Regions from separate parts of the Mus musculus genome. Here regions 1, 2, 3, 4, 5 and 7 are each linked to region 6. The links are chromatin contacts, called in public Micro-C and promoter capture Hi-C maps. All regions are on one chromosome and are shown on one strand. The core of a region is the stretch at or near the end of the contact, and the rest is flanking DNA. Distances in the headings are between cores, read along the strand shown.

Region 1 (3,975 bases), core at 518-3,017, 1.4 Mb before region 6:
TTATCTGATCCCCTAGCTGGAGTTACAGGTGGTTATGAGCCACTTAACATGGATTCTGGGAACTGAACTTTCGTCCTCTAGAAGAGGAGCAAGGGCTTTTAACCTGTGGCTATCACTCTCTCCAACACAAGATGTGAATTTCTCTCACTCAATTAAAACATCCCCCCCCCCCCACTTTCCTAACACAGTACATCATTCCCAAACAAAGCACAATATTTTCCTTTTTTTTCTTGAGGAGAAAGGGGAGGTGTTGAGAAAGGAGTTCTTGTGTAGCCCTGGCTGTCCTGGAACTCCCTTTGTACCCGAGGCCGGCCTTGAATTTAGATATCCACTTGCCTTGCCGGTGGGTGGGGCCTTTCTTCCTTCCTTGTGCTGAGATACAGGTGTGCTCTGCCCCACCAGCCCTTTCTCATGTGACCACAGTCACTTTCAGTAGGGGTGACCACTTTATATATGCATCTACCATTAGAACAGTGGGTGGATGCAGCCCCACACTTCAGTGAACCCTGGCAGGATAACAAAGGAAATAGTTTTCCTACAGGCTGGGGCTATTTTTGGAGAGTTCGGAGGCTCCTTGGGGACATTCCTTAATTTGGGCCCCATCTCCCCAAAGAGCTTTTTGATCTTTGTTTGGCAAAAGGATAAATATGCTCCAACTTTTTAACATTCTCTAACACAGGAGGTGGTCCTGTTGTTCTAATTTGCATAATGTTTTAGGAATCCTGTAGCATGTAGCACTTTGACTTTTTTCCCCCAGCTTTTCAAAACAGGGTTTCTCTGAGTACCTGGAACTCAGAGGTTGGTCTGTCTCTGCCTCCCAAGTGCTGGGATTAAAGGTGTGCACCATGACCACCCTGGTCCCTTATCACTTTCCTGAAAAGGCAGGTAATACTGATGTGGGGAGCACTTTACTAGTATCTGTAGGTCAGGCTGGCCTCACTCTTGGTGATTTTCTTGTTCTAGCCTTGCCAGCACTGGGACTTCAGCTGAGATCCACTGTACTCAGCTTTTCATGATAGGCTGCAACCTGACCTGGTGTTATTTATAATTTTTTTTTCTCAAGACAGGGTTTCTCTGTGTAATAGCTTTGGCTGTCCTGGACTTTATTTGTAAACTACCCTGGCCTTGAACTCAGAGGTCTGCCTGCCTTTGCCTCCCCAGTGCTGGAATTAAAGGCACGGGCCACAAATGTTTGGCTTATTTTTGTACGCATGTTTTTAGTGCATTGTTTTACTTTTGTTGTTGCATCGAACCCCTCTGAAAAAAGCCTCAACTTCTCTTTTTGGGCTTTCAGTTTGCAACCACATCTTTAACATGTTTGGAATATATCCCTTTGGTACCCAGAGTAGTTCATCTGACACTGACATGAAACTCGGTTACTCAAAGTGCACCTTCCCGTTTCCATTTGGTCTCTTATACTTTTGCGGCAGTTTATGGTTATGGTGTGAGGGGTCCTGAGAGCAGCTGGAGGTTCGGTTCTTCCAGGCAAGGTCAGAGTGCACCTTCGGGCGTATATGTCACGTATACGTGACATCTGTCGTCTGGTACCCCAAAGCGTTCGACAGGACCCTTCATCCTTTGCCGCCCACCCCCTCAAGCTGAGTGATCCCCAGTGAATCCGTGTCCCCTTCCAATGAGACCTTTTCGGCCCCCTGCTGTTCGCCTCCACTCTGGCCAAGGTGACGCGGTCCAGCATCCTCAGGAACCTAGACCGCAGGCCGGCTCCCTGCGGGGCGGGGCCTCGGAGGCGGAAGTGCCCGGGGCGCTGGCGGCAGGTCTATCGGAGCCATGGGAGCTCCGGGCAGAGGCAGTGGCGGCGGCCGCAGAGGCGGCGGGGGCTGCCCAGGCGGGGGCGAGCGGCGCGGGACGCGGGAGGGGTAGCTCGGGCTGAGCGCCGAGCCATGGGCCGGGTTGGGGCCGGGGGCACAGCGCGGGAGGCAGCGACCGGGTCACTGCTGCTGCTGCTGCTGCTCCTGGCTCGGCCTCCGCCTGCCGCCGCCAGCAACAGCAAGGAGAGCGGTGAGCCCGCGGGCCTACAGCGCCATCCGCGGCGCGGGCCGGGGGCGGGCGGGAGGCGGGGATTGTGACTCACGGGGGGCACCTGTGCGTTCACCTGGCGCGGCGTTGAAACGAGGTTCTCATCTTGGGTTGCGCCCCCTGCGGGGCATCCGGGCCAGAAAAACCCCCATGCCCGCTTTTCCGTTCCGGGCCCGCCGAGTTCGCTCACTTGGAGCGGATTCTACCGGTCCGTCTCTCCTGTGCTTTAGAGACGCGACTGTGGCACCCAAGAGCTGGGAGGTAGAGGAACCTATCTCCGAAGAATAGCTGAACCGTGGTGACGCAAGGGACAGTATCTGGTAGAAGGGTTGAGCTAGAGAAAGTTGGGCAGACCCTGGACTAGGGGGGGTCTAACCAGCATTATGTTCCTAATCCAATCCCAGGAAGGTCACTCTTGATTGCTGATTTTGCTTCTCACCGACTGTGCTGCCAGCTGGCCCTAGAGAAGCTGGCTGACCAGAATGGATGTAAAGAAAGGGTACTCCCTTATAGGGGAGCTTCCTAACTGCTTTTTGTTATTTCTGCTCCGCAAGTGGGAACGCACTGGACTACAGTTTAAGGAGGCAGTTAGATCTTTGACCCTCTGTGTTCTGCCTACCCGCAGACATTTAGAAATAGGAAAGATGAGTACTTTCCCTTCTCTTGCCCGGCGGGAAACTCCCCGGGAGACCTTTGTGCTACCTGGTGTTCCTTGGACCTTTCCGGATGTTGACTGTACCTCCCATTTCCACCCCCTCCTCCCTTGGAGCTCTTGTTTCTTTCTTTTTTATTTATTTATTTATTTACTTATTTATTTATTTTTATTATATGTAATTACACTGTAGCTGTCTTCAGACACTCCGGAAGAGGGAGTCAGATCTCATTACGGATGGTTGTGAGCCACCATGTGGTTGCTGGGATTTGAACTTCGGACCTTCGGAAGAGCAGTCGGGTGCTCTTACCCACTGAGCCATCTCACCAGCCCCTTGTTTCTTTTTTTAAAGATTTATTTATTTATTATATGTAAGTACACTGTAGCTGTCTTCAGACACTCCAGAAGGGGGAGTCAAATCTCACTAGGGATGGTTGTGAGCCACCATGTGGTTACTGGGATTTGCACTCAGGACATTTGGAAGAGCAGTCAGTGATCTTAACCGCTGAGCCATCTCTCCAGCCCGGAGCTCTTGTTTCTTTGAGGGTTGTTGTTTTTGGTTTCCGAGGAGTTGGTATAGTTTGAAATGAAAGGCAGTGTTCCCTAAAGACCTTCTGATAGATTGCTCCATACCACATCCTATTTGTTCCTCCTTCTCCAGCCCTGGGATTAAGCCCAAGTGAGAGTTGATGGCTGGGTGGGGGACAAGTGGCTCTGTGGCCCTGGCTGCTTTGACGTGTGGGTAGTATCTCTGACAGTTGCTGGGGTTTGGAAGGTGTGGGGCAGAGTACCTTTGCTTAAATTCTCAGGGAAAGTTCAGGACTTTCTTTTCCCACTCTCTACTCAACCTTATGCCAATGGGGGTGGTGTGTGGGGCAGGCAGGGCTCACCCTACCATGCCAGTTGTCTAGGTCATATGTGTTCAACAAAGTAAGTGTGTGTCTCATCAAGGAAGTCTGGAGAGGTTATTTAGACATGAGAGTTTGGTACTTGGGTCTCATCTAGGTATCTAAACATCACAGATGTCAGCTCTATTCCAAGTGTCCCTCCCTTCACAAAGGCTTTGTGGGGTCCAAGGGCTTTTCCCTTAGCAGGTTAAGGGTGCTGCTGTACGCTGTAGGGTAATCTCTCCCACCGGGCCGCCTCAGAGGTTTGGATACCTGCCTATCCAAGACCGCACAGTCCTAGGGGGTGGGGAACCTGTTCTGCCTCAGCTGAGAGAGCAATATTCTGCCTCACAGTTTATTTTCTGCTCCATTATCATATTACCATGTAGCAGCTCCTGG
Region 2 (4,070 bases), core at 1,485-3,984, 1.4 Mb before region 6:
GATTTATTTATTATTATATGTAAGTATACTGTAGCTGACTTCAGACACACCAGAAGAGGGTCAGATCTCATCACAGGTGGTTGTGAGCCACCATATGGTAGCTGGGATTTGAATTTAGGACCTTCAGAAGAGCAGTCAGTGCTCTTACCCACTGAGCCATCTTGCCAGCCCCTCTTTGTATCATTTAAAAAATTTTTTTTCATTAGAAATTTTCTTCATTTACTTTTCAAATGCTATCCCCTTTTCTAGTTTCCTCTCTGAAAGTCCCCTATATGCACCCCCCCCCCCGCCCTGCTCTCCAGCCCACCCACTCTTTATATCATCTTTTTCTGTTTTGTTTTTGTTTTTGTTTTTTGAGACAGGGTTTCTGCATAGCCCTGGCTGTCCTGGAACTCACTCTGTAGACCAGGCTGGACCAGGCTGGACCAGGCTGGACCAGGCTGGCCTCAAACTCAGAGATCCGCCTGCCTCTGCCTCCCAAGTGCTGGGATTAAAGGCGTGTGCCACCACACCCGGAGCTCTTTATATCTTTTTTTTTTTTTTTTTTCCGAGACAGGGTTTCTCTGTGTAGCCCTGGCTGTCCTGGAACTCACTCTGTAGACCAGGCTGGCCTCGAACTCAGAAATCTGCCTGCCTCTGCCTCCCGAGTGTTGGGATTAATGGTGTGCACCACCACGCCCGGCTTCTTTGTATCATTATTAAAAGACACTTTATTTAAAAGTATTCCTATGTCAAGGTGGAGAGATGGCTCCGTGGTTAAGAGCACTGACTGCTCTTCCAGAGGTTCCAAGTTCGTTTCCCAGCAACTGCATGGTGGCTCACAACCATCTCTGATGAGATCTGACGCCTTCTTCTGGTGTGTCTGAAGAGAGTGAGAGTGTACTCACATACATACGTAAAATAAAAATAAACCTTTTTTGCAAAAGTATATTTCTATGTCTACATTGAGGAAAAGAATTTCTGCTCATGAGTTTGGGTTTTTAAAACTCTTGATTCCTGGCAAGAAACATGAGCAAATGCCATGAAAATTTAGTTAAAGCTGCTAATGGCAATTCTGGGAGGAGCAAAGGCATTTCAAGGCTCTCAAGTGCTGTCCTTTACCCTCTCATTGCAGAAACTCCCTCAAGGTCTTCATAATTTAATCCTTTTACCCCTATTTATAATTTCTCCCCCACCACACCCCCCCCCCCCAGCACTCCTTAGCAGGCCGTTGCATTTCCTCCAGGCTTCCTGATTCCCTTCCTGTCCCTGCAGGGCAGGGGTCCCGAGGAGCTGGAGGCCCGAGGGCCCTACTCTGGTCCCAGGGCTTGGGGATACCTACCACCGTGGGCCAGCAGGAGGATGGACGTGGACTTGATCCCGAGAGCCTGGCCTGGCCGCAGCAGCAGCTCTACAGAATCAAGGCAAGCATTGGGGTCCGGGTTTGGGAGTGGGGAGGATGCCCAAGGCCAAGGCTATCTACTGCTCACTCAGTGGTCGTGATTGTTTCTTCTAATGGTATGAGGCTGAATGGTCTGGGTCAGGGGCTGCTAGAGAGTCTCCAGTGCCCAGAGGCCGGAGGACCTGAGGCTGCATTAGATGGACAGAAGTGAACATGAAACTTGTCCTGGCATTTGAGGGGGGGGGCACTATCTATACCCCAGCCCCAGACCTGAGGCTCAGTGATGAGTCTAGGAGGGGAATTTGTCAGGCTTGGTCACCCTAGTAGCTATAGTTCAAGTGGTTCCTTCTCTATACATAGCAATCCTGGTCCTCGGTACTGTGCTAAGTCCTCTTAAGGGACAGGTGGCAGGGTTAGGATCACCCCAGTCAGCTGTGGGTTTAGAGTCTGAAGCCAGTACTACTGCTTTTGCCTGTGAGCCATGAAGAAGGGACAAGGCAATGAGGGAGAACAATGTCCAGAACAAAACATGGCAGTGGCACTGGCAGCAGCAGTATAAAAGCATGTAGATGGCAAGTGCAGATGCAGCCAGTATAGGGTGGTATGGGTACCAGGAGTCCTCTGGCCAAGGTGAGGTCTGGGTGGGTGCGTACTAAGCCTAGGTCACAACTTTTTGTCTGCAAAATGGACTACCTGAGAGGTGTCAGGGGCTGATTTGACTGGTAGATGACATTCTTAAGTGCAGTAATTACTTGTGTTCACATATTTCTCCTTGGGATGTGGCTGACCGAGGGTTGAGACCTGCCAAGTAGAGAGTTGTGCATCTATGTTCCTGTGGTGGGGCAAAATGGAGTTGACTCTTTGCGCTTGCAGACTTAGCAAGAGATGCCTTGCAGACATTATAAGTGTTATGTGTGTATTTGTGTGGAGGGCGACCAGCTACCCAGAAACTCTACTCTCTCAATAGCATCTGCGATCAGATATGAGTGGTCTGCCTTCAGTGTACTGGCCTAGGGTTCAGTGATGGCTGTGGTTGTTGAGCGCGCTCAGGGCTGTTTCCCATGGCACCTTTCGGGACGAGCAGTAGTCGTTGCCCCATTGGGCATCCTCCGCGGCTACGTTTCTTTTCAGCGGCACTCCTAGTTCACGCCCCGCCTTCACCACCGCAAGACAGTGCTTGGCTCCTGAGTACGCCGCAGTCCCGCCTTTCGCTCAAGACTCTGCCCCTTACTCTTCTTGTCCTCGGACTCCCACCCGCCCCGTGTTAGAAGCTCCGCCCCACACCGTGGTTCTGCCTCTACAACGAGACCCAGCCTCCGCAGCAGTCCCGCCCCACACCACGGCCCCGCCCCCGCACTTCCGGGCGGCGCCGGCGGGGGCGCTCAGGCCTGGGCTTCAGGGCTCTGGGCTCAGGCTCCCGGCTCAGGGAAGCGCTTGCGGCCGCCGCCGCAGGAGCCTGCTGGGGTCGGGCTGGAGCCTGGTTCCAGAGAGGGCTGGTGAGAGTGAGCAGCCGGTTTTGGCGGCGCTCTGCGGCCTGCCTTGCGCCGCCTCCGGGCCACGGGTCGCCGAGCCGCCGCCGCCGCCGCGATGGGGGCCCCCCAGGGCCGCGCCCCCGCCGTGGCCCGCCCGCTGAGCCGCCGCTGAGCGCATGGGCCTCGCCGGGCCGGGAGCCAGGCCCCGGGCCGCGCCTCCACAGCCGCCGCGCGCTGGTGAGTAGTGGGAGCCGACGGGCGCGCTCCTGTGGCGCGGAGGCCTGCTGCCCGGGGCTGCGGGAGTAGGCCGCGCTAGGCCGGCGTACGCGGACCCGGAAGAGAGGGGCGCGCGGGTTGCGGGCGGGAGGCGTGCCGGAGCGCGGCCCCTGATGTGCGAGGTTGTGCCCGGCGTAGGGAGACCTGAGATCCAAGGGGACGTTGAGCGGAAGAGGTGGCAGGCTCCGCAGTATGAGTAGAGGCGTGGGGACTGCATGGTATGCTAGGTATATATGAGGAGAAGGGCTTGGGGGTGGGGGGGGCGATGTGCCAGGGACAGGACGATAGTAGGGCATGGGGAAAGCAAGGCCTGTTTGAACAGGACCAGGGACTAAGGAAAAGCAAGGATTCTAAGAATGATGTACAGGTGGGTGTGTGTCTGCCGAGTGTGGTGTACTGTTGATGGGTCTGGGACACATTTAGGATATGGGTGAGTGGGTGCTGAGAAGCTGCTGGTGCTAGACTGTGTGTGTGTCTTCCTTTGCGCTATCCCCTAGTCCCTATGAAAAAGTAAAGTAGGGACGAGTAAGAACAATCCAAGGAGGGCACTCTCTGGTGTGGTTTGGCTTGCCAGATAACCACTTGTCCTGGTGTTCATTGCCTTACTTAATAATGCTCCCCCCAAACAAAACAAATTCACCCAAAACCAAAGCCCAGAGCGAGCATTTTTAGTTGGGCATAAGGATTTTTTTCGGCTCATCTGAAGATAACTTGTAAAGAGTTCGCAATAACTGTGTACTCCTCCCCTTTACTCCAATGCGTTCCTTTACTCACAGTCCGTTTTGGAGAACATGGAGTCTGACTTTACCTGAGAGAGGCAGTACTAGCTGGTTTCAGTTTTAGAGCCCACTTCAGGGCCGAGAAAATATAGGGAGCACAGAGATTTTGTTTGATTTTTCAGCAGTATTGACTTGTCCTACATCTTTCAGAGAAACACCGTT
Region 3 (3,825 bases), core at 954-3,453, 1.1 Mb after region 6:
AGCGTAGGCTACATAGTGAGACTCTTATCAAAACCCTTTTAACCAAGTGTGACGGTGCAGGCCTTCAATCCCAGCACTCCAGAGACAGAGGCAGGCAGATCTCTAGTCCACAGAGGGCGTTCCAGGAGAGCCAGGGCTACATGGAGAAAAACCAAAATTAAAATAAGAGGGGAAAAAAACCCTTTTAAGTGTTATTAATAAAACCATTTCCTCCTTCCATCAGAAAATGTAAAACACTCATATGGCTTCCCCACGGAGTGCTGAAATCCCAGCTGCTGCTAGGACAGCTCTGCCGTTTCTATCAACCATTCAACAGAGGATTCAAACCGAGTTCTAGACATCCCTAAATGGATAACCATCCCAGGAACCTGCGCACTCTCACACCTGCCCACACCTCAGCGCTCACTCACACACACTAGAAAATGGAGAAGAGGAGAAGTCGGCACTTTATCAAAGAAGTCACTGCACGGCCTCCCCCAAAAAACTTCAGGGAGTCTCCTAAGCAACACCACCCACTCCACCCCGGTACAGTCGCGCAGCAGGGTGACCTAGGAAGACTTCTAATGTGTGGCAGAGCAGTGCAGACCCAGCTTGATAATACAAAACACCAAATAAATGGGAAAACACAGAAAACAGTTCCTCTGAAACAGAGTGCTAAGCAGAGAACTCTCTAAGTCCACCCGGAGGAACCTCTGCAACTAAATGTTAGTACAAGATCCTTCGTAAAGCTAACTTCTAAGCTCACAATGGCAGTGAGCCTGCAGTGGTGGCACATGCCCCTTAATCCCAGGATTCTCAGAGCCAAAAACAAGAGGATAAATTCAAGGCCAACCTGGTCTACATAGGGAGTTCCAGGTCAGCCAAGGCTATCTCAAAAAACAAAGACGTTGGTGGGAATGGTAGCAGCTAAGCTCACTTGAATAAGCCTCCACCCAGCGTTTCTATCAGACTGTGCCCTCTTTTGTGCACACACACCCCCAACACCACTAAACCACTATTACACATCAAATCGGGCAAGTGTAGCACTAGGCCCACCAAGCCGGAATCACCCAACCGGCACCAGCAATTTGACTCTGGACATTACTCCGACGTTACTGCTCTGAGGACCTGATAGTACGGCCCGCCGGTAATGCATAACTTAGCCGGCACACCGAGTGGACAGCAACGCCACAGAGTCTCCCAGACTTAGGAAGCAGAGTAATCAGGCGCGAGGAAGACTCCCGGCCGTCCTCCTCTACCCAAGCGAGCGTGTGGTTGGCAGGGCCAAGGGTAAACAGGGAAAATTCATTCAACAATTTCCCGATGGCGTAGCGTGCGGACAGACGTAGGAGGCAAGTTAAGACGCTGCGGAGCACGGAAGGAAGAGCAGAGTTCACAGACAGGCAGGTAATGATTGCCAGCTCCGGCTGCCGGGCCACACCTGGGCCTCCTCGATGGAGTTGGCGAGTGGTGCCGGGCAGGCTCCGGGTCTTTCCAGCAGACCCGAGCCTGGAGACCCAGCTACCTTCCACATGATTCCCGGAGGGCGAATCACACAGCGGCCCAGTAACCATGTGGCGGGGAGGGGTTGGGGGGGAACCGCCCGAAGCGCACAACCCGGTAGGGGGAGGAGGTCCCCGAGGAAACGCAAAGGGCGGGATGTTGGGGTACAAGACTCACTTCCTTTGGGCTTTGTCCTTCTTGGCCTTGGTCCTTTTCTTTCGGGCCTGGAGCGCGAGCACTGCGGGAGAGAGGGATGGATGAAGGGCCGATGTAAGTGGGAGGCGGGGAGCGGCGCGAGCACGCAGGGCGACCGGGCCTGAGGCTGCGGGCCGAGCGCGGGGCGGGCTGCTCGGGGTGCACAGCGGCTGCCAGGCCCGGCGCGCCCAAAGAGGCTCGGGCCGGCCATGAGGCCTCGCCGCCCCGGCCTGGGGGCTGCGGAGCGAGGGGCGGGGACGGCGGGCGCCGGAGGACGCCGCAGCCGAGGGGCGAGAGGCAAGAGTGACGCCGCTTCAGGGGGCCGCGACAGTGGCCAGAGAGGCGCCTGGCGCCCAGTCGGGGACCGCCGTGGCTCCTCGTGGCGGAGGCCGCTCCGCCGCTCACCTTTCCGCTCCATGGCGAGACCGGTAACCGCCAGGCGCCTGCGCACTCGAGTGACGCCGACTCGGGCTCCCGCCGCGGCCCAAATCCCAGCTCTTCCTCCCGGCGCGCGCCGGCCCCGCCTCCGGGCCCGCCCGACCACGCCCCACACGGCGTCGCGCGCCTGCGTGGTGAACACAGAGCCTACCACCTGCTCCGGGGTGTACGAGAGTGGAGGGCAAGGGACCGAGGGATCCTGAATGGGAAGCTGGTTTTAGTGTCCCGCCATAAAGCGCGCGGCTTGAAGTTCTTACCTCCTGAGGAAAGGCAGGGCTCCGCAGTCAGTCGGGATTTGCCTCAGTTTCCCCGGCCTGCAAAACTGCTTAACCCAAACATATCCCAGTTCCTGTCTGAGCTGTTGTAAGGGCCAATTAAGACATTAAAGAAAATGGGAAATTAAATTGTATGTGGATACACACAGAACAAAGGCTGGAAGGAGGGAACGTGTGCCTCTGTCCTCTTCTAAAGATAAAACCTTGGGCCAGCAGCCCATGCCTTTAATCCCAGCACTCCAGAAGCAGGTGTATCTTTATGAGTTCCAGGCCAGCAAGGCATATATAATGAGATCCTGACCCAAAATAAATCAATAAGAACTGGATGGGGGGGCGGTATGGGGGACTTTTGGGATAGCATTGGAAATGTAACTGAGGAAAATACGTAATAAAAAAATATTAAAAAAAAAAAAAAGAACTGGATCAGAAGCTGGGCAGTGGTGGTGCACGCCTTTAATCCCAGCACTTGGAAAGCAGAGGCAGGCAGATTTCTGAGTTCGAGGCCAGCCTGGTCTACAGAGTGAGTTCCAAGACAGCCAGGGCTACACAGAGACACCCTGTCTCGAAAAACCAAAAAAGAAAAAAGAAAAAAAGAAAAGAACTGGACCAGAAGACAGCTCAGCAAGTAAAGGTGCCTTAAGGACCTGAATTCAAATCCAAATAGGGCCAATTCCCACAGGTCTCTCTCTGACTTGCACACAGGACCCATGGCACATGCAACAACCCCTCACCCATAAGTAAGCTAAACAATTATTTTAAGTAAAAGCAAACACTTCTAAAGGGAATTTTCTAGCTGCAAGTTGAAAGCCTTAAAGGAAGGGTGTGAATGGGAATTCTGTTTTCTCCTTGAAGAACTCTCTTCATCGTAGGACTTACCGGGTGTTTCCATACTGTCAAGTGCATGATCTTATTAGATGCTGATGTCAACTTCAGGCCAAGGTAGTTATTATCCCCATTACAGAAAGATGAGAACGTGGAAAGGATTGTGTGCTCAGAATCTTGCTGTCCCAACCCAATGATTCAGGCATCAAAACTCCTATAGTAAAGTAGAATCAGCAGGCATTTATGAGAGAGATGGGGGAGGAACATGAGGCTCTCTAGACCCCAGTATTTCTTCCAAAACATAGACTGTGGGTACTGCTGTGGAGATTTATAGTAGGCACTGAAATTCGCAATTGGAATTGTATACTTTTCATGTGTTTCAGAACTCTCCTTTAGATCTTTTTTGTGATTTTCTTTTTGTTGTTTTGTTTGTCTGTTTGGGGGGTTTTTGGTTTGTTTTGTTTTGTTTTTGTTTTGAGACAGGGTTTCTCTGTGTAGTCCTGGCTGTCCTAGAACTCACTCTGTAGACCAGGCTGGCCTGGAACTCAGAAATCGGCCTGCCTCTGCCTCCTAAGTGCTGGGATTAAAGGCGTGCGCTACCAACACCCGGCTC
Region 4 (4,000 bases), core at 1,478-3,977, 1.5 Mb before region 6:
GCAGCAACCAACTTCTTAGCAGCCTAGACAGCAGAGAGAAAGAGAGCTGGATGACAGCTTAAGCCCAGAGTAGCAGCCTCAGCCTGGAGAAGCATTTTCAGCCCAGAGAAGCAGCCTTAGCCTGGAAAAGCAGCCTCAGCCTGAAGAAGCACACCCTTAAGAACTTCATGGGAATGACTCATCTACATTACATTAGGACCCCAAGTTTGTTGGGGTACCTGCCAGGGAGACTTAGCTTGAAAATAGCGACATCCTGGGTCCAGACCCCTGGTGGATGTTGGTAAGACAGCCTGCATTCTCTATAATCTGTCACCCATCCCAGACCCCACCTTCTGCCTACATTCCGCCTGGCCTGGAGGGTAGATGGCTGGAGTGATGGCCTTTAACACTGACGGTCCTACTGAGCCATTCTGGAACCAGACAACTTCTAAAAACATGACCCAATAACCAAACTTCTAAAAAAAAAAAGTCCAGGGGATCTCTGAGACTCCATTTCCACTGAGCTCCTCTGCTCAAGAAGAGACAGATTTTGTTCTGTTTCTATCCTCTGGGTCTCAGGACTCCTCCCCACAGCTTTCTTCTCACCGTGGTCACTTTCTGCAGACTCCTGCCGACGATGACAGTGTGGCAGCCATGCCTATAAAACCAGATAGTAGGCCTGAGAAGAAAAGATGAGGGACAAACCCTGGGGGGCTCCCAGCAAGCACTACTCCAGAAGGAACTCCCCCAAGTTTCTTAGTTTCTTGGCCTGACCGGCAGCAGGCACAACTGTGTAAGTCTAGACAGACTTCTGGATGCCATGGCTGCCCACTCCTAGGTGTCTGTGGTGTGTCTCTGGCTTGGGGTACCCTGCCTCAGATACCATGTACATGGCAGAGAGGGTGTAGTGGGATACTGGTGTCAATCCCATATCTGTGCAGGGCCCTGCTGGGACACTGGAGTGAAGAACAGGAGCCCATTTTGAGAGGGGGAGCCACCCGGTGACAACAGTGTCTATGACCTGCTCCACAGGTTTTCATAGAAGCTACACCAGCTTATTTAATCTTCCCGACTCTGAATAGACAGGGCTTTGTTCTACTAGAAGAAACTTCATAAAGCCACCAGCTCTGAATAATAATCTACTACTTGGAGCCTCAGTCGATTCTTGTGGGACTCACGTCCAGTTGTGAAAAGCTGAGTGCTGGGGAAGACTGGAGAAGGGTTCTTCTACCTCCACCTCCACAATTCTGAGCCTCCACCAGCTTTGGTATCGAGCTGCTAATCCTCTCAATGAGGTCACAAAACCTGTGTCCAAGGGACACTCTTCTCCCACATCAGCAGCACCCCGTCAACGTACGAGGCTGTGAGGCTAGTCACACACAGTCTCAACTAATTCTAGGAGACCACAAAGGTCCTGACCTCTCCCCAAGACAGCATTCAACCACTCCCCCAAATCCACCAAGATCCAGACAAAGGGACGTAAGGTGGCAGGAAGGGTTCCGGTAGTGTGTACCTCATGAAAATCTCTGCGATCCGGAAGCCAATCCCAGAACCACCACCTGTGATAAAGGCCACTTTGTCCCTTCAAAAACAAGAAAATGTAGTCATTTTTAAATATTTATTTGTTTTACCAGTATGAGTGTTTTGCCTGTGTGCCTACAGAGAGTTGAGTCCTCGTGTGGATGCTGGGAACCAATGCTGGGTCTCCTGCAAGAACAGTAAGTGCTCTGAACTTATTCAGCCATCTCTCTAGTCCCTAAACTCTTCTTTGAAAACCATGTTTTAGCTTGATGGGGGATGCATGCCTGTAATTCCAGCCTGTGAGAAGTGGAGACAGGGGGACCAAGAATTAAAAGCCAGCCTGGTCTACAGAGAGAGTTCTAGGACAGCCAGGGCTTCACAGAGAAACCTCATCTCGAAGAGCTTTAGATAGATAGATCTCTGTTAACTCAAGCTCAAATAGATAAGCGGCCCGTGGAGAACTTTCACTCCATGAACTTCTACCCAGTTTCGCTATGAAGGAAAACATGCTCCTGCTAAACAGGTACTCAATGAATTTGCAAGACATAAATCCCCAGCCATAAAACTGCAATCTTTAAAGTCGGTTATTTTTAGGCTCCCTAGAAGTTCGGAGGTGAAGGAGTTTATTTAGCCTAAAATTTTCTGCGTAGTAAGTTACCAAGAGAGACTTGTTTTCAAAAGTGAGCAAGCGCCGGGCGTGGTGTCGCACGCCTTTAATTCCAGCACTCGGGAGGCAGAGGCAGGCGGATTTCTGAGTTCGAGGCTAGCCTGGTCTACAAAGTGACTTCCAGGACAGCCAAGGCTATACAGAGAAACCCTGTCTCTAAAACAAAACAAAACAAAGTGAGCAGCTTCCACCCTCAGTCCCTCATCCCATTCTTCCAGAACCCCAAGAAACTTCAGGTCTACGATTGCCCAGGAACGGAGTACTGAGCATCTGTCCTCTGTGATGTCACATCCAGTGGCAGATTCGTTAAACCCTGTGCCCCAAGTCTGGATCGCCCCCTGGTTCCCTGCTTTAGCTCACTGGAGAAGATCCGGGCAGAAGAGATGGTGGTATTCAGGAAGACAGTCATCCCCCTCAACGTCGGGCGGCGGCTGGGCCATGATTGCTGCGTGTCCGGGATGGCAAGGACAGTGGAACCAGGAACCAGATCTACCTTTCCAACGCAAAACGCAGCGTTCTGCAGGTTGCTCGCTCCGCCCAGAAAGATCCAGGACCAAAGTTCTGCCCCCACATCAAGCCGCCCATCAGACGGGGGTGGGACAGGGGCGCCCCACCCCAAAAAGGTGCCTGGGCCCTTCAAGCCTTCCTATCACAGACCCTCCCGCAACTCCCAGCCTCCAGCCCTTCCCACTCGACCAGGCGGACACCCCGCCCTCGGTGGCGCGCAGCCTGCTGGGACTGAGAATGGGAGGAGGCACTGATACAGAGGCCCAGAGACGCTCCAGCCAGTTAAATGCCCGGTTCCTTTCCCAGTTGGTGTCTGTGCAGCCACTTAGTCCATATACCCAAGCTGGCCGGGCTGCGTGCTATCAGCTGTGGAAGTCGGAACTCCAGATGAACACCGCTCTTGGACACTACCTCCCAGTGCAGAGAATCTGGAGCTTGCAAACCCAATAGCTCCCTCTCGTGGCTAACCCGGGTGGAAAGTCCAGAGTGAACCTCTTGCTGGCTGGCAAGAATCACTGCACTGAAACTCAGAGAACCAAGAACTGGGTTCCATTGTCTAGATGTCAAAGAGTGAAATGACTTATCAAATTAGCCACAGAAGCTGTCATGATGTACCTGCAACTGAATCAGTGACTCTGGGATCCGGGGTGAGATGTGACTTACATGTGTCAATGTGAACATAAATGGACATCAGGCCGTGGTGGTCATCATGGACAGCATCAGGTCGGGAGTGGAGGATACTCTTTTGTGCCTGGGTTGCATTGAGGGAGAGATGAGAGTAGCCCTTGGAGTGTTAGGCTCTGCTGTTCCAACTTCAGGAGACCTGATACACAATACCCACAAAGACTGGTGTGTACTCCTACTGAAGGCTCGCTCACTGGGCCTTGAAGAAGCCTCAGGTCCGGTCTATTCTTTACTGCCATCCTCAGACAAATCAGATGGGCAGGAGCTATACCAGCGCCCGCAAAAGAACCCCAATTGGATTCTCAATTTCATGGGCCCTGGATTCTTGCTTGGTTCTTGCATTTACCCAAAGTCGAGGGATCCTTCCTTTCTTTACTCAAAGCTCTAAGCTTCAGGCCTAATGTTTTATACCATGCATAAAAACACTCATTAAAGTGCTTGAGTAAAGCAATTTCCTCCACATTTGTCATGACTATGGGACATCATGGTGCATCATTGCTCTGGTGACCTATAGCTTGGCCCTGTAGTCGTGCCAATGAAATAAGTAGAATACGGTGGTAGCTGGGACTAGGGGAGTAGTAATCCAGGATCGGCATTATACACTGGCCTTAACTCCTCACCTAGGACTTTCTACTCCCCTGT
Region 5 (3,581 bases), core at 823-3,322, 1.2 Mb after region 6:
TTAAAATAGCTGAAGATTAAGGCGAATTAAATGCAGTGCCTCTGGGATGTCTGATCCAAATTTGTTTTTAATGACATAATTGTCACATATTACATCTGAGATTACATCCCAGTGAACTGGCTATCTGTGAGGTTATGCTACAGAAAACGAATTTCCCGTGTCAAAAGGAAAACAAGGGCGGCGCTAATGTTTTAAGGGCGAGGGTGAAGAGGGGGAGAAAATTTTGTTGAGCCCAGTCTCATAAAGTGACCAGGAATGGCTGGTGACAAGAGGAGGCTGACATGTGCTCTCAATGGATCTTAAATCACTGCAAGGACAAGCTGCGACATCTTCTCAGGGTTTTTATTTGCCTAATTTAGAGGGTAGAGGTCCTTCCCAATCATGCAAATCAGGTCATGCCCAGAAGCAACCGCGAAGAATAAAAGATAAGGAGACACAAGTCCTATGTAAATGTTTATATTTCATTGTAAAAGAACAAGACGTGAAATTCCTATTTGTTCCTCAATTTTTTTAAAGCTAAAAGTAATTGCAATATTTTCTTCCTCTAGGGCCTTCCCTTCCACAATTAATCTTTCCACACCTTCCCTCCTGTGATTATTCCCCCAAGCTTTAACAACAGTTGACTAATTCACAGCATTTCTGCTTCAAAGCTTTCAAAACACTGTGGGGTGGGGGTGCTGGCGGAGGCGATTGCTTGGCTCCACAAGCCACGCCCTTTCCTTCTTAAAAATTGGTTATTTTTGCAGTATGTTATTACCATCTATCAAGAACACACTCCTGTAAGGAAACCCAACTTCCATGCTTCACTCAACTGGTAAATTCTCAACTCTTAGGATGCTGAACACCTATACTTCAATGTAAATAAAAACACAAGGTTTGGGCCGTGAGAAATGTTTATTCTCTACTCTTTCAACTGTAGTACCCAGGTCCTGGATACCAGAGCCAATCGAGCAATTGAAAGTCTCACCAGCCGTTCGTGTAGAGGAAACGCTTTCAAAATATATCATTCATCTTCATCTTCGATAGCAGTTTATCCATATATCCTTTATAAGCATCATTAAGTATTGGTGCTTAAGATCTCTGTCACGAGGTAAGCTTTCAAATTTATAGGTACATGCGCTCGTGGAGGGGCAAAGGGACCTTTTCTTCTATTTATTTTTTCTTTTATTAGAACAAAAGGCAGCTTGAGTACACTTCAAAGTCTGGGAGTTGCTGTTTGACAGGCAGGCTGCCTTTGAGAAAGCCGTTCAGTGCATTAAATTAACCGACTCCTGGCCAAATCAAATTCAAGGGGAAAAGTATTTCCCATGCCTAGAGTGACAAACGGAATTACGAGGCACGCTTAAGCAGACTGTCAAACTTTTATGTTTACTTAAAAAAAAAAAAACTCCACACAGATGGAAAAGTCTGGTCCGTGGCAGCCTTGTGTGCCAGGAGAGGCTCACCTGTACACACACCACAGGCACGGGTCTTTCCCGGGCTGTCCGCACTGGGGGAGGGGATGGGTGGACATCGCTAGACCTTTGTCCCGGGGGCCTGGGGAGGGACGACTTTCTGGAGGCTTCGCAGCCACCTGCACTCTGGGAAGCCACACACAGTGTGGCCCTCCGGGGTCGTCCTGGGGCGAGCTTTGTGGGTGGGTGGGAGCATGGGCGTTCCCACCTCGGGGGCGGCGGGTGGCCCCACGCTCTGGCTGGGATGGGGTGAGCCACCGCTCCGTGGATTCAGAGTGGGAACCCCGACTAGATCAGCTCTGGGACAGGCCCAGGGTGAAGCGGCCCCGCCGCGTCCGCACCGCCACCGTGAGGCCGTGCCGGGGACGGTGCCCCGTGGAGGTGGCGCTGCCGCTTCGCGCTCATCTCCCCGCCCGTCTCCCCGCCGCCGCTGCCGCCGCGCCGGGCTGGGCTCGGGCGGGGGCATCCGCTCCGGTCTCCCCGCGCTTTCGCGCTCCCGCTTCGCGTGCGGCGGCTCGATCCGGGGAGGGAGTGAGGGAAGGGGTGGAGGTGGCGGGGGGAGGCCGAGGGGCGGATCCTGCCTGGGGGCTGATCCCTCCCTCCCCTCGGCCGGGCTCCGTGGCGGGCGGCAGCGGTGGTGGCGGCGGTGGCTCCATTCCCCCTCCTCCCCCGGGAGAGGCGGCCGGGCCCGGGGAGACGGAGCGGAGGGCCGGAGCGGGAGGAGGCCGCGCTCCCTCAGCCGGGCCGCGCACGGAGCTGCTCGCTCGCCCGGCCCGCTCGCCCGGCCGCTCACCCGGCCGGCCGCGCTCGCGCTCAGGGGGCCCCCGAAGCTAGGGGCCCGGCCGGCGGCTGAGGTAAAATGGGGGCGGCGGCGGCGGGGCCGGAGCGAGCGGGGGCGGCGGGGGCCGGCGGGGAGCGAGCGCTGCGCGCGAGGGGGCGGCCGGGGCGCACAGGGGTGTCCCGATGGGGCGTGGGGGTGACGCGCGACCTCTCCCCCGGAGCGAGGGCGGCGACGAGGCCGGGAAAAGCGCGCGGAAGGGAGCTGCAAAGCGAGGACCCCCTCCCGCACCCGCCATCTTGTTTCTCCCCGGTCCTGGCAGCCAAACGGCTAAGCCCCGCCCTCCCCGTGCTCCCCTATTGGCCTGGCTAGACCAGAGTCCCGCCTTCAGGGGCCGCCCTCGGCGCACGGGTTCCCCCTTGACGGGCAGGTTGGGCGGCCAATAAGTGCTTGCATCTCCGCGTCCTCCCCCCCCCTCCCCACCCCTCCGCCGTTCGCTGGCGCTCGCTTTCTCTGTGAGGGTCGGACTCTGCGTCTATCTGTGGTGCGCCTACCCTCTGGGTTGTTTTTTTTAGGGGGAGATATTTCTCTTTTTTCTCCTTCGGGGGGTGTCGTGAAGATTCCACTGGAAGAGGAGTCCCTTTAAAGGGACAGAGACCTTGTCTGGAGTCTTACCTGGTCTCATGAGTCCCTTGTGTGGCGTGCAGGGCGGGTTCCGTCCAATTGTTGAAACTCCTCATTCGGGGGCCAGGGTGAGGTGGTCGAGTTGGGGATCCCGGGTCGCTAAGAACGTCTCTGAAGGGGGCTGTTGGGGGTACTCGGCAGTGTGTGTATGGGAAGAGTTGTGTACGTGAGGAAACTCCCGCCAAAAAAAAAATACCAACCCTGGTCTAGTTGTTAGCTCCTTGTAGGCGAAACTCTTGGTTTCCCCTGGCAGTAGCCCAGCTGGGTCCCATGGGTTTGCCCCCTGTGATCGCATCGCGGGAGCCCCGAATGGGGATGGAGACGACTTCTGAGACTACAGGATGGGGTTCTTGTAGATTCTTCAAAATCGATACTGAAGTGTGTGTTTCCTCTCCAGAGGCTGCTTGCCTTTGGAGAATTGGGGAATGGAATCTGTTGGCTGGGACTACTTTTGAGACCTTGAGGTTGGTACGGGATCTCGTGCCCTCAGGGCTTCGGGTTGAACAGAAGTGCGGTAAAGGTCCTTTAGCTCCAAATGGTGGTGTATGCCTGCCTCAGGTTGCTCCACAGCCAGGTTAACTTAAGTCACACCTTGGGACTGAGAGGCCTTTACACTGTGGTTGTCAATGGTGACTTATTGATCATCCTTAAGAAGTAGATATTTC
Region 6 (3,836 bases), core at 1,109-3,608:
TCCCTGACATTCCAGTTGGGATCTCTGAAGGTCAGTGCTTACCGGAGAAGGGCATGGAAGACAACTTAGATACAGGCCCAGAACTCACCCCCCACTTGCCTCCTGTACCGGACCCATCCACTCTCCAGTTGCAAGGAAGTCCTGTTCAGGCCACTAACCAGTGCTTCCTGCATCTCCTACTAGGTCTTTAGGTTCCTGCCCTAAGTCTAAGCTTAAAAGCACACAGGACTTTGTGTCACTCACTGTGCCCTAAGAACTTGGAAGTCAAAAACGGGTTTTCAACATCACCGCTGCCTCTTGTCTGGTCTTCTTTCATTACAGTCAGGAGGTTCGATAGAACTCCTTACCGTCCCCCCACCCCCCATCACTCTTAAGCTTAAATATCATTGCAGAAGGAGAGGAATGGGATACAGGGTGCGCAAGCCGAAGAGCACGGAGGTATCTGCATGGGGGTCAGTGGGCGGAACTGTTTGTTTCTGGAGTGGGCAAGGCAGGAGGGAGACAAACTATTGTGTTTGCCTACTTCTAGAGAGGGTCTTGGGTCGATTACAAAAACACAAGACACAAAACCGGCCGGTGAGCATATCAGGATGAAAAGAAGCAGAAAAATACGATCAAGCCAGTTTACTAGAAGTGGGCCAAGCAATTGGCGAAGCTTTCCGAAAGCCCATCCAGGAAGGAAGGGTATCCTTTTCTGGTACACACAGGTCAGAGGCAGTGTCCGCCCAGGGGCCACTACTACGTCGGAGGAAAAGGGCCCGCGGGGCCATTCCCAAACTCTCCCCCTTCAACACCACAGCAAGGGCCTAGTGGCCTAGGCTGCTGGCAATGACCTGTACCATGGGAGGATGTGGGCTGGCGTTGGTGGGAGTTGGCAGCTTGCTCAGCCACACCTCGCTACGAAGGTCCCCAGAGCTCGCAGCAACTTCGAGCCCCTCCAGCCAACTCGGCTCGCGGGGCACAAAGATGGAGGGCGCGGCGCGCTTCCACCCCGCCCCGCCCCCACGGCGGTTGCACACAAAGGGGCAGCCGCTCCTCCCCCAGACTGCCCCGGCGCCCTAGGCTCCCCTCCACCCGTTGGGAACGCCCCTCCATGACTTCCTCCTTCTCCAGGGGCACCCCTGGAACTGAGGGTCACCTGGACCTTGGTCCGGGACCCGCGGCCTGCCGTGGCCTCCCGCGCCTGACCGCTGCGCCCCACCCCCACCGAGCACGTGCTGCCCTGCGCCCAGGGCGCCATCCTACGGCCCGGGGGTGGGGGGTGGGGGGTAGCCGGGCCCGCCGCGCTCCCCACCCCCCACCGGAAACATTCCTGAGGCATTCCTGAAACTGGGAGGCCCGCCTCCCCAAGGCTCCCACCCCGCCTCCAGCCGGGCGCACGCTGGGCCCCCGCGTACCCTTCCACCGCCCGCGCGCCCCCCGAGGAGAGGGCTGACCGCGGAGGAAGGGGAACAGAGTTATGAGTCACAGTCGTGTGTCACTGGGCCCGAATTACGATTCCCTGCATCACGAGAGGTGTGGAAAGGCCGACTCGGGGAACCGAGGTGGGGAGGTGCGTCCAAGGGCCCGCGCCCGGCCTGCAGGGCGCGCCCCACCGCCCGCCATCTTCCCACTTAGGCTTCCTCCGGCCCAGCAACAAGTCTTTTGTTGACCCAGGCGCCCAGAGGCGGGAAACTCGAACCCCTGCCCTCAAGGGGCTTCCAGGCGCCCCTTGTCTTAAGTCGTAAGTCACGGGGGCGGGGAATCACACCAGAGGGACCTCGTGCTTCCTCAACACCAAGCAGCTGGCCACCCGTGGCTCCTCCCCGCGATGTCCCGGCGAGGCGGCCAATCGCTCGGCTCCTTTGAAGCCTGCACCTGGGTGGCGGCCGTTACTAGATTTAAACCGTTGGCGTTGGCCAAGTTTCACGTTTGGGTTTCACAAGACTTTGTTTTTTACGCGCCTGGAGGCCTCCGGAGACGCACACGCCGTCACCTGCTTGGTGGCAGAGGGGAATTAAGGAGAGGCCCTCGACATGGGCTGGGGGGGGGGGGCGGCGTCCGGGCCGCGAGAAGCTCCTTAGGGTACGCGTGGACGTCCGAGGGCACAGGCGTCAGCGCGCGCCTCCCCGCGAGGCCGGAGTCCACGGGGGGGCTCCTGTAGGTGTGTCCCCGGGTCCCCACTTAAACAGCAGGGCCGCCGTCACCGGTTCCTCCAACGCCAGGCTGCTCGGGAACTGTGAGAAACGAGGGCCGTCGGCGCGCGTGCCCGCGGAAACCGCGCGCACAGTGGCGAGCTACCCGCGCGCGGCGGCGGCAGCTGGCGGGCGGCCGCCCTTTTAAATCCCCGGGCTCATTTGCATGGCCCCGCCCCCCGGTGACACGGCTGGCGCGGGCGGGCCCGTCCCCCCTGCCCCTGGGTCGCTCTTTTTAAGCTCCCCTGAGCCGGGGCTGCGCTCCTCTAATTGGGACTCCGAGTCGGGGCTATTTCTGGTGTTGGCGCGGCTCCAAGAAGGCGTGAGTTCGCCGCCGCTCGGGTGGCTTCTTTTTTTCCTGTAGGTCTAGAATCTAATCACATTATTATTTATTGAGGCCGCGCACGGGCCGTGCCCAGCTTCCTGCCCCTCGCCATCCTCCAGGGGAGCGGGATCCGTCAGTGTTCCCTCGCCCCAGCTCGGATGTGACACACATCCCCGGCGGGGGCCCGGGCGGCGCGCACGCAGCGGTCTCAGCGCCTCTGCCCTCTCCCGGTTTCAGATCCGCATTTGCGACCGGCGGCGGTGGCGGCAGAGCCCAGGCCGGTGCCCTGAGCCCAGCCACGCCGCACCCGGCAGCCCCGAGCGCGCCCCGCCGGCGGCCTGCGGAGCTCGCGGTGAGTGTCCGCGGCGCGCCCGGGGGGCCTGCGGCGCGCGCTGCCCGCTTTATTCCCAGGCCCCGGGCTTGCGCGGGCCGCGGGAAAGGGGAGGCCGCACTGTGCTCGCAGGCGGCGGGGCCGGGGTGGGTGTCCGCGGGGCGCCGCGTCCTCCGGTCCCCAGGTTGAGGGTGCCCGGGTTGCGACCGTGGGGTGCGGAGACCCCGGGGAACGGCGCGCGGAGGGGGAGGGGGCGCGCGACTGCGACGAGCGCCGCTTGTGCACCCAGCGGCGCCCGTGCACCTCGCGCTCGGCGAGCCCGGCCTCAGGGAGGGGCGCGCGCTGCGCAGCGGCGGGAGGTGGGCGCGCGCCCCCCTCAGCCAGGGAAGTTCTAGAAGTGCGGGGGAGGGGCCCGGCGACCCGAGATTCCTCTCTGGCCTCTCCTCCGCCTTTCCCAGAGTAGTACTGTGCGTGGACGAGGCCGGATCGCGAGGGCCTGGGTTTCGGGGTTTCACCCCCCACCCCCACACACACCTTTGGCCCTGCCCCGCGCCTCTTCAACCTCCAGGGCCAGGCCTGCCCTCCGCCCCCACAAACTGGTTCCTCTGCTTTGCTGGGTTCTGTTAGAACTAGTCCCTTCGACTCCCCGTTTCTGCCCCCCCCCCCGCTTTGGTTTTCATGGAGAGAGGAAGGGGTTTTTTTCTTCCTGCGACTCGCACCAGGTTTCCTGCCCCCAAGGCGGGCTTGGGTGCCCCCTCTGGCAGGAAGTGGGGCCGGGCGCACCCGCGTGGCGGTGCATGTGGTCGGGGTGCGCCGTTTCCCGCGCCTAAAGGGCTCTGCGCCCCTCCCCCTCGTCCTAGCTCCTAGAAGCGCCGGCCTACAACCACCAGGCTGGGACGCCAGCGAAGGCATCCTCATTCTGGAGTAGAGGGCGCCTGGGTCTTAACCTGCTTCTCAGTAAACAAAGTGGCGGTCTGTAAGCATTCCGCAAGAACCTCCATTTTAC
Region 7 (3,860 bases), core at 23-2,522, 1.3 Mb before region 6:
CAAGAGGAAGAAGTCGAGCGCGGGTGGGGGGGGAGTAACAAAATAAATAAATAAATAAGCATGTAATTAATATGACTTAGCATTTCAACTTTCACTGAAATAAGCAATATAGTTTTATAGAGAGTAAATGAAGAAATGGACCAAGTGTAATGGCATGTGCTGATAATCTCAATGGTCTGGAGGCTGAGCAGCAGAGGGATAGCAAGTTCAAGTCCAACCTGGCCTCTGTGTGTGTGTGTGTATGACTCTGTCTCCAACAGAAGAAATGGAGGCAAGCACATTTGCACATTTTTGTAATTGCAGCACTTGGTAAGGAAGGGAAAGTGGGAGGGTCAGGAATGCAAGTCATCTTTGGTTTCATAATAAGTTCAAGGTCAGCATGGACAACATGAGACTATATTACACAAACAAAAAGAACTGAGATATAACCTAGAAATTCACTTATCATTAGGTTTTTTTTTTTTTAAAGATTTATTATTATATGTAAGTACCCTGTAGCTGTCTTCAGACACTCCAGAAGAGGGCATCAGATTTCGTTAATCTGGACCTTTGGAAGAGCAGTAGGCGCTCTTAACCACTGAGCCATCTCGCCAGCCCCCTTGTTTTGTTTTTTGAGACAGCTTTTCCCTGTGTAACTCTGGCAATCCTGCAGCTTGCTCTGTACCATCAGGCTAGTCTCTAACTCAGAGATGTGCCTGCCTCTGCCTTCCCCAGCGCTGGGATTAAAGGCCTTTGCCTCAAGTTTAATTTATTTGTTTGACTAAAGTCTCATTAGAGCAGAGAATTTGATGTTTCAGGAACCAGGATAAAAATTAGTGGTGGAGTTTTTAATCTAGTCTTTTTTTAAAATAAAGATCTATTTATTTTATTTATATGAGTACACTGTAGCTATCTTCAGACACAGCTGAAGTGGTTATCAGACCCCATTACAGATGGTGGTGGGAACTGAACTCAGGACCTCTGGAAGAGCAGTTTGTGCCTTTAACCGCTGAGCCGTCTCTCCAGCCCTTTTTTTTTTTTTTTTTAAAAAAAAAAAACAGGAGGTAGGATCTTAGTCTCACAAAGACCACGCTTCCACAGGGTAGCCTGACACCCAGGACGCTGGCCTTGAACTACTCAAGCCTGATCCTGGGGATTACAGGCATACCACGACCGGCCAAAATCAAGCTTAGTTGATCTAGTCTTTAGAACGATTTGCGACCGTTCCACTCAGCGACTCCTGTACACTTCCCGACAGGCCTTGCATCAACGCCAAAGAACTTCCTCCCAGCATTCCCCGCGGCCGGAAAGCGCCGTGCGGGCTTCAGGCTGATAGGAGCGTCTTTCCTCGTCGCTGTTTGCGGCTTCTCTGGTCGAGTTGTGCGGAGCTTCTCGGCCGTCCCCACTGGCCACCATGTCCGCCCAGGCGCAGATGCGGGCCCTGTTGGACCAGCTCATGGGCACGGCTCGGGACGGTGAGTCTGAGCGGTGGCCCAGGCTCTGGGCGGGGTGGGAGCAAGGCGAGGCCGCCTGGAAGCCTGAGGTGAGGGCCGTGACAGCGTGCGTCTGCGCGGGGCGCCATTTTTCTCCCCTGCTTGCTGACCCCAGGCTCGGGGCCTTTGTCTGATCTGCTTGGCCTGCGAGTCTCTCGCAGCCGCCGCGTTCTACTGGTCCGGGCTGCCTCCTTCCTGAGAGTCCGATCCGACGGTGGGGCTCTGTCCCCTTCTCGTTTTCCGTCATGCGAGTTCCTCTTGGTCGGCACGGCGGCTCGGCGCCGCCGGGCAAACTGGAGCGTCGGCGAAGGGCTGGAACCAGCGCGGGCTCCGGGGTGCTGGCTGCCGGGTGGCGGAATTTCTCTGATACTCTTCGGAGGAGAGGCGATCCCCGAAGGAGCTGGACGGGTTTCGAAAACCCGGGCGTTCTTGCTCCATACGGTTACACGGGGAGCCGCAAATGAGCATTTCTAACGTGGGTTCCCTCCGCGTACTTTTCTAGTCTTCCCTCCCTTCATTCCCCTGCCTCACAGATTAGCCTCGGTTTAGTCACCTCTCGGCATTCATTAGGTAGTTGGTTCAGTAAGGAGGCGTGCAAGATCATGGTGGTGTCTCAGGAAAAAGCAGTTGCATCCTAGCAAAGCTAGATCCCTGCTGTGGTTTGTGTTTTCATTTTTACTAAAGTAATAAAGTTGTAATTTCACACTGGCACATTTCACAGGGCTGTGCAGATTCTTTGCACCATTTCATAGGTCAATACGTGCTTTTAGCTTTCTTTGTATGTTGAGTTGCTTTTGAATTGCTTCCCATATTTTTATTTCATACAAACTGAACAATTGTGGCCCCTCTATTTTATTTATAAAGGTTCAGTGTATCTTTGCCTGCCTACATCAATCTGCAAGGGAGTTGCAGAAAAGCCTCATGTTCATCGAGCCGTGAGTCACAACCAATTTCTAAGCTGTTATAACAAAAAAGTGTTTGCTTTTTTCCCACAAGTAACTTTAAAAGTGTAGTTTAGAAAGAAAACATTTTCAGTAAAAAGACACGACATTAATCCTGGATGCTTGCCAATCCTGAAGTATATTCTCCCTGACTATTACACAGCACTGTGTCCTGTACACAGATAGCCTTAGAATTTGTCACATACCACTTTGCCTTTACTTTTATGTATCATTCCCCGACTTCCTTACTGCAGGTGTGGGCAAGAAAACTTTTCCTTTAAAACTTTTCAACAGCGGGCATAAAATTCTGCAGCTGAGTTCTTGAAGATTGCAGATGGGTACAGTATGTGTTGGAGTTCACAGTGTGTATTGACTAACCTGATTCCTTTTTGCTTTCTTTGGTATTGTCTTGTTAAAAGTGACTCCCAGGTGCCAACTTTCCTTTTTGAGGGTGGGGATGAAAGGGGAAGAAGAAGAAGAAAAGGTCTAGAGATATTTAAGTCAGTGATAGAGCTTGAAACCGTTCTTCCTCTTGTAGTTTTTTTTCATAAAATACTGCCTATTAATTTGATTCTAACAAGAAAATCAGATTATTGAATAGCTTTGGTTGGTGGAGATTGGCAGCTGTAATGATCCGCAGTGGATTCATGGCACTCATTACACCCAGTCTTGATGGGTCATTTGCCCACATGTAAATTTGGGTGGATGCCTTCTGGTGCTCACTCCTACTTCTGACTCTGTTCTGCGAATTAACGGTGGAGTTAGATGTGGTTCAGTGTGCTTCTTCATAAAAAACTTAGCTTAAAAACTATTTGTATTTTATTCCAATTGTAAATATCTTTAGCTCAGTTTCTTAGTGTATATGATGGGAAGAATACAGAAACACTAGTCTGCAAATCGTCCAGGTGTATTAATTTTGCCAGATAGCCTTGTGTAGTGAATGAGATAATACTTTATTTAAAACCACAAATGAATTTCAGGAGATGAAACCAGACAGAGGGTCAAGTTTACAGATGACCGTGTCTGCAAGAGTCACCTTCTGGACTGCTGCCCCCATGACATCCTTGCTGGGACGGTAGGTGCATTCCAGACCTTTGTGATTAGATTACTTAGAAGGAGTGCTACAGTAGATGTTTTTATATATATAATAAAATACTGCATATATGTGTATGTATGTATGTATATATATATATATGTATATGTATGTATATGTATGTGTGTGTATGTATGTATATATATATATATATATTGAACCCAAGAGAGAGATTTTGTCTTTAAAAAATTAGCAGCACTTGGGAGGCGGAGGCAGGCGGATTTCTGTGTTCGAGGCCAGCCTGGTCTACAGAGTGAGTTCCAGGTCAGCCAGGGTTACACAGAGAAACCCTGTCTCAAAACATCAAAAAAAAAAAAAAAAAAAAAAAAAAAATCCATGATGGGTGCTGGAGAG

Evidence for each region. Promoter capture Hi-C pulls out the DNA fragments that hold promoters and counts their contacts. Hi-C and Micro-C count contacts between places; a contact is called where the count stands out from the background.
Region 1: a promoter capture Hi-C map of hippocampal neurons shows a contact between it and region 6, with 3 times the contacts expected there. The contact joins the promoter of Pgap6 here to the promoter of Hmga1 in region 6. A contact is called at or near these places in 4 of 39 promoter capture datasets (hippocampal neurons, liver and pre-B cells) and 1 of 115 datasets of contacts at active chromatin or transcription factors (pancreatic cancer cells).
Region 2: a promoter capture Hi-C map of liver shows a contact between it and region 6, with 5 times the contacts expected there. The contact joins the promoter of Axin1 here to the promoter of Hmga1 in region 6. A contact is called at or near these places in 4 of 39 promoter capture datasets (hippocampal neurons, liver and pre-B cells).
Region 3: a contact with region 6 is called in a Micro-C map of the G1E-ER4 cell line. The contact joins the promoter of Srpk1 here to the promoter of Hmga1 in region 6.
Region 4: a contact with region 6 is called in a promoter capture Hi-C map of liver, with 4 times the contacts expected there. The contact joins the promoter of Decr2 here to the promoter of Hmga1 in region 6. A contact is called at or near these places in 3 of 39 promoter capture datasets (hippocampal neurons, liver and pre-B cells).
Region 5: a promoter capture Hi-C map of pre-B cells shows a contact between it and region 6, with 4 times the contacts expected there. The contact joins the promoter of Brpf3 here to the promoter of Hmga1 in region 6. A contact is called at or near these places in 2 of 39 promoter capture datasets (liver and pre-B cells).
Region 7: a promoter capture Hi-C map of pre-B cells shows a contact between it and region 6, with 5 times the contacts expected there. The contact joins the promoter of Luc7l here to the promoter of Hmga1 in region 6. A contact is called at or near these places in 7 of 39 promoter capture datasets (the 3T3-L1 cell line, the C10 cell line, embryonic stem cells and 3 more) and 1 of 484 Hi-C or Micro-C datasets (B cells).

The regions. Positions count from the first base shown.
Region 1 is chr17:26,111,549-26,115,523 of GRCm38.p6, forward strand. Pgap6 (post-glycosylphosphatidylinositol attachment to proteins 6) reads left to right here and starts at 1,768. Exons shown (of 13, transcript NM_021793.2): 1 at 1,768-2,019. The coding sequence starts at 1,902.
Region 2 is chr17:26,135,952-26,140,021 of GRCm38.p6, forward strand. Axin1 (axin 1) reads left to right here and starts at 2,735. Exons shown (of 11, transcript NM_009733.2): 1 at 2,735-3,090. Gm46600 (a long non-coding RNA gene) reads right to left here and starts at 2,801. Exons shown (of 3, transcript XR_001782196.2): 1 at 2,450-2,801; 2 at 1,322-1,390; 3 at 834-862.
Region 3 is chr17:28,620,318-28,624,142 of GRCm38.p6, forward strand. Srpk1 (serine/arginine-rich protein specific kinase 1) reads right to left here and starts at 2,204. Exons shown (of 16, transcript NM_016795.4): 1 at 2,083-2,204; 2 at 1,660-1,720. The coding sequence starts at 2,095.
Region 4 is chr17:26,087,437-26,091,436 of GRCm38.p6, forward strand. It overlaps Decr2 (2-4-dienoyl-Coenzyme A reductase 2, peroxisomal), which reads right to left and starts at 2,728. Exons shown (of 9, transcript NM_011933.2): 1 at 2,528-2,728; 2 at 1,493-1,561; 3 at 586-637; 4 at 1-23. The coding sequence starts at 2,607.
Region 5 is chr17:28,799,054-28,802,634 of GRCm38.p6, forward strand. It overlaps Brpf3 (bromodomain and PHD finger containing, 3), which reads left to right and starts at 2,073. Exons shown (of 13, transcript NM_001081315.1): 1 at 2,073-2,308.
Region 6 is chr17:27,554,216-27,558,051 of GRCm38.p6, forward strand. Hmga1 (high mobility group AT-hook 1) reads left to right here and starts at 2,359. Exons shown (of 5, transcript NM_001025427.3): 1 at 2,359-2,496.
Region 7 is chr17:26,251,638-26,255,497 of GRCm38.p6, forward strand. Luc7l (Luc7-like) reads left to right here and starts at 1,273. Exons shown (of 10, transcript NM_028190.3): 1 at 1,273-1,454; 2 at 3,394-3,488. The coding sequence starts at 1,394.